Linked DNA regions of Ovis aries: region 2 is linked to region 1. The links are chromatin contacts, called in public Hi-C maps. All regions are on one chromosome and are shown on one strand. Each heading gives the region's core, a stretch centred on a gene start, on an enhancer-like site or on the middle of the called end of the contact. The rest is flanking DNA. Distances are from core to core; before and after follow the strand shown. Region 1 holds the start of GAB1 (GRB2 associated binding protein 1). Region 2 has its middle 43 kb from the start of TRNAK-UUU.

Region 1 (4,423 bases), core at 1,653-4,152:
AATGAGTTAATTCAATCCCTTATTTGAAATAATGAAAAAAATTATTGGAACATTCCAAAGTAGTACACGATATACATACAGTTGACCCTCTAGATTTTTGGATTTCTCAACCAACATCGGGTAGGAAATATTCAGGAAAAAAATCTAGAAAGTTTCAAAAAGCAGCACTTGAATTTGCTGTATGATAGCAACTATTTACATAGCATGTGCATTGTATTAGGTCTTATAAGTAATCTAGAAATGATTTCAAGTATATGGGAAGATGTGTTTAGGTTAGATGCAAATACTATACCATTTTATACAAGGGACTTGAGCATCAGAAAAGTTTGGTATGGGAGGGGTCCTGGAACCAATTCCCCGAGGATACAGAGGGATGACTGTATTACAATTTTCCATTAAAAAGAATATGAATACACACACACACATCTACATACATACATACACACACATACCTATGTTTAACTGATTCACTGTGCTATACACCTGAAACTAACACAACATTGCAAATAAATTGTTTTGTGGTTGTTTAGTGGCTAAGTTGTGTCCCACTCTTTTGCAGCCCTGTGGACTGTAGCCTGCCAGGCTCCTCTGTCCATGGGATTTTCCAGGCAAGAATACTGGAGTGGGTTGCCATTTCCTTCTCTATACTTCAATTTTTAAAAAAAGAACTTTAAAATAACAGGAGTGGAGGAAGTGGTAAATTATCTAGCAAACAGTTAACTATGCAAGAGTGAACCAGTCTCTGCCATGCTAATCTGAAATACTTTGACTCAGTGCACAGACACACTGCTTGTGGTAGAAGCAGAAAACAAATTTAGTGATTTATTTTCATATGGATGGCTTGTGGATGGCTTGTGGTAAAACCCGAGTTCACATAAAAATTGCTTTGCTTTATTAGCTGCCATAAAAATTACACTCACTTGTATTCTAACATTTAAGAAAAACAATGAGCCCCCTGGGTTGTTTTTTCTCTCTCAGTCCTCCTTATGGTTATCCCTTTGATCTTTTCACAAGACAACATCTTTACAACATCTTTCACATCTCTGGCTAGCTGCCTCTTTAAGGAAGACTTCTCCCCTAGTATCTGACCTAGTTCCACCCTTATTATTCTTCCAGTTTCTCCCAGGGCACATTTATCACAATCTGTACTTGCGTTGACCCTGTTAACTATCTAGAAATGTCACCGCTCTGAGTGCAGGGACCTTTCTTTGTCACCACCCCAGCACCTAATTTCCTACTACAATTGTATAACATTTTCAAACTCGAGAGGAACTGAATATGAATGTTGTATTAACAAGAACAAGCCTGAGGTTATTTTTTCCAGAAACGTTTGGCACTCTTATCTGATTATTTACACTACGTTCCAAAATCTGTCTAGGGGCTTTGTTTCTCATAAATACATTGGAAAAGATATTTCTCTTACAGGATCGTGTTAATCTCAGGGCCAGGTATCATAGTCATTGTAAAACACACAAAAGAAAACAAATAGCATTAGGACATCCAGTGAAGGTTCCCTTTTCTGGTCCAACACCCCAAGAGTTGATTTTAAATAAAAGCCAAGGCAAGTGGAAGAAACTGGCAACAAACGGAGGGAGTGTAAGGCTTCAAAATGTCCCCAGAGATAGATTCAACTGAATCCTTTGGGTCCACTAAGCGCTCCCACCACTCAGGCAAGGCTGCTCCGGGGACCAGCACACATCAGTCCGGAAGGGTCCCCTTCTGACCTCCCCTGCAGGCTGGTCGCCTTGGCGCGCTCCCAGCGACCTCGCCCTCCTGGTCTCCGCCTTTCAGTCTTGCGGGCAGAAACCCCGGGATCGCAGACTCTCCAGGGCGCGCGGTCTTCCTCCAGGCTGTTTCGCTTTCCACGCTGTCAAGTACCCGCCCCCCTCTCCCCCGCCCCCAACTCCCGATCTCCCGCACAGAACAAACTCCGAACTGACACTCGGCTGAGCCAAGATGGCAATCCACAGACTTGAACCTTCGAATGTTCCTCGGTCGCCCGGGAACCCGAGATGGCGCGGCGTTACCCTCGGCGAGGCTTCGCTGCCTTCCTTGGCGACCAGCCCGCCGGGGGCTCCGGGATCCACGGCCGCCGGGGGCGCCGAGGACCCCTCTCCAGCGTCCCGAACTACAGATCCCAGGGTGCCTCTCGGACTCCCGCGCCCTCCCTCGCTCGCTCCCTCCCTCCGCCCGTCTCCTCCTCCCTGGCCCTTGTTGTTTTGGCTGGAAGCGCTCCGGCGGAGTTTCAAAGAAAGTCTGGGCAGAAACCGGAGCCGGCCCGAACGTGGGAAGGGGAGGAGGAAAGAGAGGAAGAGGGAGCCGGGAGGCCGGGAGAGGGAGGGATCGGGGCCGGGGGCCGGGCCGCCCAGAACCTGCCGCGCGCCCTGGGGTGGGGGAGGCGGCGCAGGAGCAGCGCTAGGGGACGGGACGGTAGGCTTGGTCCCCGCAGCCAAGCAGCCCAGCGCCTCCTTCTTCTGCCGCCCTCTGCTTTCTCTCTCTTGCGGCGGCGGCCAGCACGGACCCACCCTTCGGCGGGACCTGCGCTCTGTCCAGCGACGCCGAGCCGGCGGCTCCCTCCGTGGCCCGGGACCAACCCTCAACCCTGCGCCCGCTGACCACGGGACCCTCGCGGCTTTCCCATTCCTTGCGGCGGTCCGGGCGCCTCGGGGAAGTGACCCACCCTCTCTCCAGAAGGAGGAAGGAGGGGATAGCGCCAAGCGCAGTAAAACCTAGAGCTGGCCAGTCGGAGTGGGCACTGCGCGGGGGCATTGTGTGTGTATGAGCGTGTGAGACTGTGTGTGCGCGCGTGCAGCGTCGTGTCTGTCTCGGAGTGCGCTCTGGGAGGTCCCATCCCGAAGGGGCGGAGCGCAGGGGGCCGAGGCTCGGGCTCCGCGCCGGGGCAGAGTCCCGTGGAGCCCGAGCGCAGAGGAGGCGGCCGGCGGGACGGCGCGCCTGGCGGCCGGGCGGGTGCACTGAAGGAAGGCCTGGGCATCTTCGGCCCGGCCGCGGCCCCTGCCCCGAGGTGTCGGCCTCGGCGGCTGTGCCCGCTTCTACTCACGTCCGCGGACCTGCCTGCGGGGAAGAAACTCGAACGCCAAGAGCCAGAGCGCCGCGGAGCCGGCCCGCCCCGTCCGCCTGGGGTGCGCCGCGGGAGAGCGAGGTCCCAGCAGCTGCACGGGCGTCCGGCGTCGAAGGTGTCGGGAGCGCGCCGGGCCCGCAGCCCTAAAGGCTCGCACCATGAGCGGCGGCGAAGTGGTCTGCTCGGGATGGCTCCGCAAGTCCCCCCCGGAGAAAAAGTTAAAGCGTTATGTAAGTAGAGCTCGGCCCCCGTTACCCTCCCTGGGCGGCTCGCGTGCCGACTGCTCCTCTTTAGTCCCCATCCCTTCCCTGTAGGCCCCTTCCCTGCCAGGCTGGGGACCCAGGCTGGACACTCATGCCCGGGCCTCCGCTTGGCCAGGCATCTTTCTTTCTCCAGATTGCAGACTGGAGAAATTTCTTTCTCCATCGGCCCTTAGGAAGGCCTGGTATGGCCAGCTGAGCGCCTGCTGAGTGTTTTTTATTGTTCCTTTTAGCAGGGGTTGAGGGGGAGAGCATTTTCCTTTCGTTAGACCTGCACCGAATTCTCAGGGGCTGCTGTGTAGTAAATTTCCCGCACTGAGAAAACCACGGAGGTATTAAAACTCACCAGCCCTCTCTTTGGACCGCCCTCCCTCCCGCCTTCCCCACGGGATGGTTTCGGAAAGCGGACGGGAGACCTGGGAAGTTGGCGTTAGAGCCGAGCATCTCCAATCCGCTCCACGGAAAAGAAAAAAAAAAGTTATTACGCGCCCTACCGTTTGCTTAGCGGGGTTCACACTTTCTCGGTTTTGAATCGAGGGACGTTGGAGTTTGGCCCGAGAGCCTTGGCAGTTTGCTGCGAGAGGAGGGCGCTGGGGGGAGCCTGATGGCTGGTGTTCGGGCGCCTTGGACACGCTGTCAAACCCTGTGGGAGGGGACAGCGAAGGCCAGTTAGGAGTTCTGTGTGTTATGGTCCTTTCCCAGGCCACCACAGTTGCTTCGTGGTATTTGTGTAATTGATACAAGATGCTGATTATGTGTTAAGCCGTTTTAGCCGTTAGGGGAAGTATTCCTTGAAAGAACCAACGTTACTGCAGCGGAAGTCTGTGTCCTCTTTGGGGAGTCTGGGATCTTATCCCCTTCTCCCCCATTGATTCTTCTGTCGCTGCCCACAGCAAAGGAAAGAAATGACACCTTTGCCCTCGCTTATGGAGCAAATATTTGTCTAGTAAAGTATGTCTCGAAAGCACAGTATGTGCCCCCTTAAATATAAATTTGCTAACGGGGAGAGTAATAATGGACCCTGTTTCTTGTGAAAGGATGTCTACACCCAATGCGAGAGCTCGAGGTAACCCTGTTAGTCAGT
Region 2 (4,899 bases), core at 406-2,905, 56 kb before region 1:
AGTCTCCAATTTTAATCTGAACTGGGAAAACCTTGAGAGCTTGTTACAACCTGGGTTACTGGGCTCTTGCTGTTGTTGTTGAGTCGCTCAGCTGTGTCTGACTCTTGCAACCCCATTGCCTGTAGCCCTCCAGGCTCCTCTGTCCATGGGATTTCCCAGGCAAGAGTACTGGAGTGGGTTGCCATTTCCTTCTCCAGGGGAATCTTCCCAGCCCAGGGATCGAACCCACGTCTCCTGCATTGGCAGGTGGGTTCTTTACCACAGAGCCACATGGGAAACCCCCCTGGGCTCTATGCACAGAGATTCTGATTCAGCAGATCTGGGGTGAGGCCTGAGAACTGGCCTTTCTTTCAAGCTCTCAAGTGATGCTGAGGTGCCTGGTCTGGACACCACATTTTGAGGATCACTCTGACAGACCCCACTCAAACCTTGCCCCCAGGGTTCTCCATCTCCGGAAGCAAGAGGAGACAAGACAAATTTGAGGCAAGAGTGTGTTTTTGCACCAGAACGAGAACCAGGCCTGTGCCTCCCTTTTCCAGAGCTACTCAGTTTCTCCCAGAACTCCCAAAGGCCCAAGGGGCCCTTCCAATGACAGGCTAACTCAGTCCCATCTCTTTAAACACGCCACATGGGGGGAAGAAAGAAAATAAAATTGAAAAGACCATCTGAAGAGCAGAGTAAGTCCTCCTTGCCCCTCAAAGGGGACTCTGAGAGTGTTAATCGCTCAGTCATGTCCTACACTTTGAGATCCCATGGACTGTAGCCTCTGTCCATGGGATTCTACAGGCAAGAGAGGGTTGCCATTCTCTTCCTGAGTGGATCTTCCCAACCCGGGGATCGAACCTATGTCTTCTGCATTGTAGGCAGATTCTTTACCATCTGAGCCACCAGGGAAATCCTAAGGGGTCTTTAAGCAGTAAGAAGAAAATGCTAACCTCCCTGCCCCTCCCCCTGAAACTCCACTCCTTAGCATGAAGGCCCAGCGACTATTCTTCCTTTTTGTAGGGGGGTGGGGCGGGGGGGCTTTCAAGGTTCAGAGTCTTCTTCTATGTCAGACAAACAACATTTTGTAAATTACCCTAAACTATTCTTTCAGAAGTTTTATTTCACCCTCTCAGAGAATCAGGCACGAAAACAAATCAACACCCCCTCACAGGGTACCTCCCCAAGTATTTTTTCTCTTTAGACCTATAGTTTCTGAAAGTACTTTTCACCGTGCAGATAAGAGAGGCTGGGGTTAATCTACAACATAGTGGATGGTTGCTGGACTAATGATTGATTTTTTTCACCTCAAATGACATTCAATTAAGAAACATGTATAAATTATCAACTGTTTCCAGCTTGAACGGTAATTTATAAAGTTGTAGGGACGAGAGCTTATGAAATATTTTGAGCCTGGAAGATGTGTTCCAGGCTGGAATGTCTGTGGGAAACAGCCTCTCCATGAAGATTTCCTGCTCCAAAATGCCTTGATTAATTACCGTAAACAGCTTTGAGGGAAAAGGGCGCAGCATCTCATGTCTGGCAGGACACTGGTAGGGTTCGTTGGAAACTCGAATGCAAGCCAAATGCAGCAAAGCCAGGCCTCTTCCATTCAGGGCTGGTCCGGCTCCAGGGAAACGCCTTGGGCTTGGGACAGCTCTGGAAAGGCTCTGCTCTAGTTGGCACTGAACCCAAGTCCATTTCTTCTTCTACTCCCAGGTCCCCTGAGAGAATGAGTCAGCTTCAGGGCCTGGGAGGTGTGGGCTGTAGCTGAGAGCTGGAGGACCCTATCAAGAATAACCCAGGGCAAGGACTTCCCTGGTGGCGCAGGGGTTAAGATGTCAACGCAGGGGGTGTAGGTGCGATCCTTGGTCGGGGAACTAAGATCCCACATGCCCTTCGGCACAGCCACCCACCCCCCAAAAAAAGACATTAAAAAAAGAATAATCCAGTGCCCTGCCAGGTCTTCACTGAGAGACTGTCTTTCAAGAATTCCAAAATGAAATGAAGCATTATGGAAAAGAAATATGGTATGTACTGGCAGTATCCTGCAGAGATTTTTTAACATATATTATCTTATTTAGTTCTCACGTTAAACCTGCAAGACAGGGACTATTGCCTCTTCTGTTACACATGGGGGAAAAGGGTGCTCAGAGAGGTCAAGTAATATGCCCAGCATCTGATTGACAGAACTAGGAGAAGGACCAGAGACTGTTTCACTCCAAAGCAATGAGCTTGTCTACTAGATCCCTCTAATTATCTGCAGGGAGAGGGAAAATTCAAAACAGGTCTACAATATTTATTTAAAGCAATTCAGACGAGTAGAAAACAGGCAGCAGGTTTTTATCAATGTCAAGGAGCGATTCCTACTACTAGGTCCTTGGGCAATATTTTGAAGTAGGTAACGTTGGGTTTACAACCTTCCCATCTCCCGGTCTCTCTCTCCTTCCACCCAGGGCCTGCATCATCCCCTCTATCAGAGCTCCCTTCCAGCTCTTGGAGTTTTCCAGAACTCTGATGAGGTCTCACATTCAGTCATAAAGACCGGGAAATAGTACTAGTATCTCCTCTACAAGAAAAAGAGAACAAAATCATCTAGGGACTTTTGCTGGTGGTCCAGTGGCTAAGACTGTGCTTCCAATGCAGGGGGCCCAGGTTGAACCCCTGGTCAGGGAACTAGACCCCACATGCCACAACCAAGACTTCATGTGCCCCACCTAAAACTCACCTGCTGCCACTGGAAAGGGTCTTGCATCCTGCAACTAAAACCAGGCTCAGCCAAATACGTACATAAAAGAGACAAACATCTTAAAAATGAATCCTTCCCTTCCGAACATCAACCTATTTCCAATGCCTCCATATACCCTGGCTCAACCTGTGAAATGAGAGTACAATGCATCTGAGTAATTTGGACTGTGCCTATGACAAATGGGGGTCAACTCTTCCGAGAGAGATCTGCATTTTAGAGCTTTCGGTGAATTTCTAATGTTCCATTTTATGAGCTGGGAGATGTTTTTCTTCCCGACTCACCCACTTTTCACATTCCCCACGCAGTTAGGGGACCGCTTACCCAGACATCCACCATACGAAAGTGTGTCAGATCTGGTTAACATGACCAGGTTTTGACTCGGTGCACCTTCCCGCTGCTGTCGTTTTCTCCTGAATAAACAGATTGAATCTTTTCATGAACACGCTTCTACCGAGGAATGGCATCATGCCAAGAAAACCCTCTGGAGTCAGCGTAGCCATGAGACGTCCTCAGATTCTAGAAGAGTTGAATGGTGTTGTTTCTGCCCCCAAATATTTCACTAAATATCAATATTTATGTGACCAAAATATTAAGTCACCAAACTTTTAATTTTTTATGCAAAGTAGTCAAAATATGTTCTGTTCAGACATGTTACTTGCTTGGGTTTGTTGAATAGCTGGTAAGACCTGTCTTGCTTATTAGCATCAGAGTACACACAGCTAGACAGCCAGAGCAATTTAGAGAAACTGAAATGTTAAACTAAGTGTTTACTTGTGAAGCCAAAGTTACACCAGCTTTTCTTTCACTTATTATTAAGGGAAAATTGCCTGGGTATTTAAAAATTCAAAGCTATATCTTCTGAAGCAGAATGGATAAGATGCCTTTACTGATGTGGAAGGCCAAATTTGCTTCCTATAATAGCTGGAAATAAAAGGAGGAAGAAATATAAATAGTGGGTAAAGGAAACATAGATATACATCGGTAGAACATAGGAAGCATAGATAGAAAACTCTGCCATTTGCCCTTTATCACCTAATATATATTCTGATCAATCACTGGCTCTGGGGGACATCTGCTCGAGGCTCTGGGGATGTGATATGTTGTTGTTGTTTAGTCACCAAGTCGTGTCTGACTCTTTGTGACCCCATGGACTGCAGCACACTAGGCTTCCCTGCCCTTCACTATCACCTTGCTCAAACTCAAGTCGATTGAGTCGGTGATGCCATCCAACCATCTCATCCTCTGTCACCCCTTGTCCTCTGCCCTCAATCTTTTGCAGCATCAGGGTCTTTTCCAATGAGTTGACTCTTTGTATCAGATGGCCAAAGTATTAGAGCTTCAGTACTATGTTAGTAATATCAGAAGAGCAGAGTATTGCTCCCAGGCCTCTTCTGTACATGTCATACACTTTTTAGCACATGCGTGTGTATGCACACACGCACACACACACACACACACCATGCTCCTACCTACCTATCTCTCAGTCCTTCCCAGGCCCTCTGTCCTTGGGCCTTTGCTCGACTGTTTCCTCCTCCAGATACGCTCATCCAACCCTTAATTTTCCTCCCACTAATTAAATGTTACTCATTTCTCAGGGCCCATTGCAAATGTTGCTTTCTTCAAGATGTCTTTCCTGACCCTTTTCAAGGCACATGTCTCCCTGTTTGAGCCACTCAAGCACTATCTTTGGATTTACCAAATGGGCCTTCTATCACAGTTATTTGTGTCCAATAACTGTTATTGGCCCCCTCCTAGAACTCCCACCAGAAAGGGATCCGTGGCTCACCCATCCTTGCATCTTTAGTGATGCTTGGCACAATATCTTGAGCACAGAACCTATTCAACTGGTGTGATACTGAATGAAAGTGAGAAGAAAACTGAGGAAGGGTAAAGATGAGACATAAACCTGGAATATTCTCTAATTTCTCCCTTAGAAAAGAGGATCCTTTTATTTTTGGCTTTTTTTTTTCTTTTTTCATTGGAGGATAATAGCTTTACAATGTTGTGTTGGTTTCTGCCATACATCAACATGAATCAGCCGCACGTATACACACGTCCCCTTCCTCGAGAACCTCCCTCCCACCTCCCAGTCCATCCCACCCTTCTAAGTTGTCTCAGACCGCAGGGTTCAGGCTCCCTGCATCATACAGCAAATCCCCCCTGGCTAC

What was found. A called contact is a pair of places that touch in the nucleus more often than the background predicts.
Region 2: a contact with region 1 is called in a Hi-C map of omental adipose tissue, with 1.8 times the contacts expected there. The contact joins the enhancer-like site here to the promoter of GAB1 in region 1.

What each region holds. Positions count from the first base shown.
Region 1 is chr17:14,616,018-14,620,440 of ARS-UI_Ramb_v3.0, reverse strand. It overlaps GAB1 (GRB2 associated binding protein 1), which reads left to right and starts at 2,902. Exons shown (of 13, transcript XM_060400634.1): 1 at 2,902-3,309.
Region 2 is chr17:14,670,532-14,675,430 of ARS-UI_Ramb_v3.0, reverse strand. No RefSeq gene overlaps it. Among named protein-coding and RNA genes, the nearest start is that of TRNAK-UUU, 43 kb to the right of the region's middle. Within about 2 kb of position 1,655, at least 13 of the 54 cell types and tissues checked have an H3K27ac peak or open chromatin away from gene starts, as enhancers often do.